Linked DNA regions of Macaca mulatta: region 1 is linked to region 2. The links are chromatin contacts, called in public Hi-C maps. All regions are on one chromosome and are shown on one strand. Each heading gives the region's core, a stretch centred on a gene start, on an enhancer-like site or on the middle of the called end of the contact. The rest is flanking DNA. Distances are from core to core; before and after follow the strand shown. Region 1 has its middle 32 kb from the start of TMEM86A. Region 2 overlaps PTPN5 (protein tyrosine phosphatase non-receptor type 5).

Region 1 (3,428 bases), core at 629-3,128, 65 kb after region 2:
GCCATGTTGGCCAGGCTAGTCTCGAACTCCTGACCTCAGGTGATCCGCCTGCCTGAGTCTCCCAGCGTGCTGGGATTACAGGCATGAGCCACCGCGCCCAGCCCATCTTTTCTTATTTATTAGCCATGTATAAGCTGTTCTTCTGTGAGCTGCCTGTTCCTGTCTTTTGCTAATTTGATTTGAGATTCTGCATGAGGGCCTAGAGCGGCCCCAAAGTCCCATTCCCATCCGCTCTTCTCTCCCCACCATCAGCACCTCCCCCTGCTCTGCTCGGTTCTCTACTGCCGCCTGGTGACAGGGGTTAGTCTTACCACAGGCCTCACAGACGCAACTACTGCCTGCCTCTCCCTGAGGATAAATTTCCTGCTGGAATCATGCCTTTGATTCCTAGGTAGGACTGCCAGGTTTAGTTAATAAGAATACAGGACCTCCCATTACGTTTGAATTTCAAATAAACAAATACCTTTTTAGTTGTGACATACTTTTATCCAAATTTAACTGAGTGTCCTGTAATTTATCTGGCAACCCTATTCCAAGGCTTCCCATTAAATTTCATCCCCACCCTCCACCATTCCTTACTGGCTGTCATTCTCAGCAAGTTCCATTCTACTACATTCCTCCCCAGTGGTTTCCTAAATGCACCTTCAGGCGGTACATGAATCACTGTTGTTAAGACCTTGTCTCTGGCTTAATCTGGGTTTGAATCCTAGATCCAGCCACTTTGCTAATTTCTTTTAAAACTGTATCTAGTCAGAACTTAATCATTTTATTGCATATGTTTTTACAGTTGCCTTCTATTTAAGTCGAGTGATAGTGAATTCCCAGATTTCTTTTTAAAACAGATTTAAGGCCAGGCGCAGTGGCTCATGCCTGTAATCCCAACACTTTGGGAGGCCAAGGCAGGTGGATCACGAGGTCAGGAGTTCGAGACCAGCCTGGCCAAGATGGTGAAACCCCATCTCTACTAAAAATACAAAAATTAGCTGGGTGCCGTGGCAGGCTGAGGCAGGAGAGTCGCTTGAACCCAGGAGGCAGAGTTTGCAGTGAGTCAAGATCACACAACTGCACTCTAGTCTGGGCAACAGAGCAAGACTTTGTCTCAAAAAAGAAAAAATGAAAAAAAGAAAAAAGATTTAATCTTTAAAAACCTGAAGAAAAGGGATTGAATAGTATAGATGATAAATGGAAATGGCAAAAGTCATAAGGCAGCTTCTGAAATGATTAAAGTTTGGGAAACCGTCCTGTTCCCATTCTGGGAGTCAACACAGATCAGCATGGTGCTGACTGAAATAATGTGCTCCTTTTGTAGCAGGACAAGCCGCAGACAAAGCCCCTCAGACACTGAGTTAAAGGAGGAAGGGTTTTACTCGGCCGGGAGTTTCAGCAAGACGCGTCTCCAAAAACTGAGAGCCCTGAGTGAGCAATTCCTGTCCCTTTTAAGTAAAGGCTCACAACTCTAAGGGGGTCCACGTGAGAGGGTCATGATTGATTGAGCAAGCAGGGGGTATGTGACTGGGAGCTGCATGCACCTGGTAATCAGAACGGAACAGAACAGAACAGAACAGGGATTTTCACAATGCTTTTCCATACAATGTCTGGAATCTATAGATAACATAACTGGTTAGGTCAGGGGTCAATCTTTAACCAGGCCCAGGGCACAGCGCTGGGCTGTTTGCCTGTGGATTTCATTTCTGCCTTTTAGTTTTTACTTCTTCTTTCTTTGGAGGCAGAAATTGGGCATAAGACAATATGAGGCATGGTCTCCTCCCTTACTTTATGTGGCCCCGGTTTCAGGAGGAACCTTCATAACTCAGAGGGTGACTAGAGGTGGAGGGAAAACTCAAGGATATGTAACTGTTTCATTTGGGGACTGTGGTGGTGTAATGACTCAACAGGTTTTCCTTGCCTGCTGCCTAGAAAAGCTGATGTATCAAGACAGGGGAACTGGCCGGGCGCGGTGGCTCAAGCCTGTAATCCCAGCACTTTGGGAGGCCGAGACGGGCGGATCACGAGGTCAGGAGATCGAGACTATCCTGGCTAACACAGTGAAACCCCGTCTCTACTAAAAATACAAAAACTTAGCCGGGCGAGGTGGCAGGCGCCTGTAGTCCCAGCTACTCGGGAGGCTGAGGCAGGAGAATGGCGTGAACCCGGGAGGCGGAGCTTGCAGTGAGCTGAGATCAGGCCACTGCACTCCAGCCTGGGTGACAGAGCGAGACTCCGTCTCAAAAAAAAAAAAAAAAAAAGACAGGGGAACTGTGACCAGGCATGGTGGCTCACACCTGTAATCCCAGCACTTTGGTAGGCTGAGGCGGGTAAATCACAAGGTCAGGAGTTCAAGACCAGCCTGGCCAACATGCTGAAACCCCATCTCTACAAAAAATTAGCTGGGCATAGTGGCAGGCTCCTGTAATCCCAGCTACTCGGGAGGCTGAGGCAGAGAATTGCTTGAACTCAGGAGGCAGAGGTTGCAGTGAACCAAGATCTTACCATTACACTCCAGCCTGGGTGACAGAGCGAGACTCCTTTTACTTTACTTTACTTTCTTAATAATTTACTTAATTCCTTTACTTTCTTAATAAACGTGCTTTCACCCTGTCGCAAAAAAAAAAAAAAAAGAAAAAAGAAAAAAAGGGGAATTACAATATAGAAGGAGTTTAATTGATGCAGAACTGGCTGTACAGGAGACCAGAGTTTTATTATTACTCAAATTAATCTCCATAAAATTTCAGCGATCTGAATTTATTTTATTCTATTTTATTATACTTTAAGTCTAGGGTAGATGTGCACAATGTGCAGGTTTGTTACATAGGTATACATGTGCCATGTTGGTGTGCTGCACCCGCTAACTTGTCATTTACATTAGGTATATCTCCTAATACTATCCCTCCCCACTTCCCAGCACCCCACAACAGGCCCCGCTGTGTGGTGTTCCCCACCCTGTGTCCAAGTGTTCTCATTGTTCAATTTCTACCTATGAGTGAGAACATGCGGTGTTTGGTTTTCTGTCCTTGCGAAAGTTTGCTCAGATGATGGTTTCCAGCTTCATCCATGTCCCTATGAAGGACATGAACTCATCCTTTTTTATGGCTGCATAGTATTCCATGGTGTATATGCACCACATTTTCTTAATCCATCTACCATTGGATTAGGGTTGGTTCAGTCTTTGTTATTGTGAATAGTGCCACAATAAACATATGTGTGCATGTGTCTTTGTAGCAGCATCATTTATAATCCTTTGGGTGTATACCCAGTAATGGGATGGGTCAAATGGTATTTCTAGTTCTAGATCCTTGAGGAATCGTCAAACCGTCTTCCACAATGGTTGAACTAGTTTACAGTCCCACCAACAGTGTAAAAGTGTTCCTATTTCTCCACATCCTCTCCAGCACCTGTTATTTCCTGACTTTTTAATGATTGCCATTCTA
Region 2 (3,265 bases), core at 691-3,190:
CTGCTGGGCAAGGAAAGGAAGAACTGCTAAGGTCACAGAAGAAATATGGGTATCTTGGAATAGGCCAGAGAAGGTGGGCCCTGCCCCAGAGGGCCCAGCTTCCAGCCTTACTTGTCTCCTACCACCCCAGACCCTCACAGCAGAGTGTGTCTGACCTCACCAGACCCTGACGACCCCCTGAGTTCCTACATCAATGCCAACTACATCCGGGTACGTATTCCCACCCTGACAGCCTCTTGCTGAAGGGGAGGCTTGAGTCGATGGGATCCATCCTCCAGCCTTGGCCCTACACCAGTCTGACTCCTGCCAACTTCTGGGAAGAGCCTGAGTGTGGGGATGGGGTCCTGGGAGCACTGCCTCTGACCCTGACAGCCTGGACTTGGCTGGCCGCAGGGCTACGGTGGGGAGGAGAAGGTGTACATCGCCACTCAGGGACCCATCGTCAGCACGGTCGCCGACTTCTGGCGCATGGTGTGGCAGGAGCACACGCCCATCATTGTCATGATCACCAACATCGAGGAGATGAACGAGGTAGGGACCCCGTCCCCATTCCGAGTGCCTGCTACATTGCGCCCTACACTAAGTGTCTTGTTCTCAGATTAATCTTTATGACAATCTCACAAGGTTGGCGGTGTTCACCCTGCTGCCAAGATGAGGAGATGCGAGGCTTGGTGAGGTTAAGTCGTTTGCCCCGGCCTCACACATAGAGGCATGCCTGGAGGTGGTCTTTCCACTTCCGATGCCTGTGACCTCAAACACAGCACTCTGCTGCCTCCCAGCCTGCCGGGACAGATGTTGGCTACTCCTGTACTCCTGGCCCATTTAACTGAATCTCCATGAAAGTCCTTCAGATGGTAGCACTTCTGTTTTCCAGAGGAATAAACGGAGGCTCAGGAAGGGGAAGTAGCTTATAGAGTTTGCAGCTGAGATTTGAACCCAACACTCTGTAGCAGCAACCCTGTTGCCCTTGTGTATCTCTCCGCTGGCCCTGGAGAGTGTTGGGGAGAGTGTGTGAAGGGACCAGGATTGTATGGCAGCCTGATCTGGGCCCCTGCAGAAATGCACCGAGTATTGGCCAGAGGAGCAGGTGGTGTACGACGATGTTGAGATCACTGTGCAGAAAGTCATTCACACGGAGGATTACCGGCTGCGACTCATCTCCCTCAAGGTGAGGCCTGGGGCAGGGCTGGGTGAAGCTGAGGATGAATGTAGGGGCTTAACTGGGGACTCCACAGAGAACAGGTCCCCAAAGTCCACTGTAACTGACCTAAAAGCCAGTGTCACTCCCAGATTTTCTGATAACTATGGATGAGTGAGAGGTGAAGGACTTGGGGGCCAGAGGTAGAATCAAACCCCTTGCATTTCCCAGTCCTCAGTTGTATTTCGGGCTGTTGGGCTCCTCTCTCTTTCTACTCTGTCATTCATAATGCCTTCTAGCTATGCTTCAAATGTACCCAAGGCCAGGACTGTCCGGATGAGGGGACTTCAGCAGCCTCCAGCACTGTCTTTATAATTGAGGGTTCATCATGACTTTGAGATCCTCCCTAGAAACATCTCTTCACCTGGGATGCTGGGCTTCTGGCCTGTAGTGCCCAATCTGTCCACAAGAGGGCAGGCACTCTTTGCTGCTTTGGGGTTGTATAGGGAGGCTGTGGTTACAGAAAACAGCAAGAAAAAGGAAGACACACAAAATATGAGCAATACAAAACAGCCCAGAAGAGTGGGGGAAGGTATCCTCCCACCCTGAAGTTGTGCTTCTTCCAGGATCAGCATAATAGAGGAGACTGTTCCTTTGAAATCGGGATTAGTGGATTCTGCTTGTGAGAAATAAGACCCATGTTTAGGGAAGGCTGGAAGAGGCGAGCCAGGCACCAGGAAGCTGATGCCCTATCCAGGAGGAGCCAAGGAGGTTCATTGATGCTGACAGCCACAGGGGTTACTGAGCACAATACCGGAGACTTGGCCCTCTGAGCTGCTCCCTCTCCCACTGGATAGGGGCTAGGTAGGGTGTCGAAGCATCTCAGCCCCCAAGAGCAGTGCCCCCCTCCCCAAGCAGCTCTAAGATCCAGGTCTTGTTGGAGGGCATGAAGGGCCAGGAAGTCAAGAACAGAGGTAGTGGTTGCTGTCACAGCCAGGTAACCCAGGACCTGAGCAAATGGCTTCCTGAGTAGAAATTCCACAGAAAGACAGGCTGAGATGAGGCAGGGCTGCTCACCTTCTCAATGCCATGGAGATGATGAGGGAAAAACCGGGTCTTCTTGGAGTTTGAGGGAATTTACTTTTGTCCATAAGACATTACAAATACCTGGCCTGAGCTTGGTTCTGGGTTGGGTACTGTGAACACAGAGCTTCTCAAAGCTTGGACTCTTTCCTCGAGAAGCATGTATAAGATGGTCAGTACTGAGCTAGAGATAGGTATATAGAATATAGGATATGTATATCATATGTTAAATTGGATGAATATAGGATCTATATCATATGTGTATATATAAAATATAATATAAATATATGAAATACATAATATATATAAAATATAAATATATATATATATATAGGGGTGTGTGTGTGTGTATATATGTATAAAAGAAGGACACTCTGTCAGCTAATGTGCTCAGGGAGGGCCTCCTGTAAGTGGTGGTGCCGAATGGGGTCTTGAAGGATAAGTAAGAGTTGACCGGGGCAAACAAGTCAGGAGAGCATTCCCAGTGAGAAAAAAATAAAACAAAGGACATGGAAGATGGAACACTTGTGTGCACATGTGTTTGCATGTGCTGCTGAGATTTTACCTACAAACCTTTCGGAGTGTGGGAGCATTGAGTACAAGTACACAGGAGCAGGAGGTGTGTCTGGAAGGGCAGGCCCTGTAGCAGTTGTCTTCCTAGCCAGGCGAAGGACTGAGAAGAGTAGGTCTTATTCTGAGAGCAGTGAGAGACATTGAAGGATGTTGTGGTCTGCTCAGGCTGCTATAACAAAATACCATAGACCAGGGAGCTTGTAAGCAACAGGTTTATTTTTCACAGTTCTGGAGGCTGGGAAGTCCAAGATCAAGGCACCATGACCCTGGTGAGGACCCACTTCCAGGGTCATGTCCTCACATGGCAGAAGGAGTGCAAGATCATTGAGGCCCCTTTTGTAAGAGCACTGATCCCATTTGTGAGGGCTCCGTTCTCATGACTTAATCACCTCAGAGGCCTTCCCTTCAAATACCACCATATTGGGGTTTGGTTACAACATGTGAACTTAGGGGGACACACACATTCAGTCC

The links. A called contact is a pair of places that touch in the nucleus more often than the background predicts.
Region 1: a contact with region 2 is called in a Hi-C map of liver, with 8 times the contacts expected there. The contact joins two enhancer-like sites. A contact is called at or near these places in 2 of 14 Hi-C or Micro-C datasets (liver and sperm).

Annotation. Positions count from the first base shown.
Region 1 is chr14:46,721,218-46,724,645 of T2T-MMU8v2.0, forward strand. No RefSeq gene overlaps it. Among named protein-coding and RNA genes, the nearest start is that of TMEM86A, 32 kb to the left of the region's middle. Within about 2 kb of position 1,879, at least 4 of the 40 cell types and tissues checked have an H3K27ac peak or open chromatin away from gene starts, as enhancers often do.
Region 2 is chr14:46,656,056-46,659,320 of T2T-MMU8v2.0, forward strand. PTPN5 (protein tyrosine phosphatase non-receptor type 5) reads left to right here. Exons shown (of 15, transcript NM_001265681.1): 10 at 131-210; 11 at 394-531; 12 at 1,058-1,168. Among named protein-coding and RNA genes, the nearest start is that of IGSF22, 7.7 kb to the right of the region's middle. Within about 2 kb of position 1,941, at least 3 of the 40 cell types and tissues checked have an H3K27ac peak or open chromatin away from gene starts, as enhancers often do.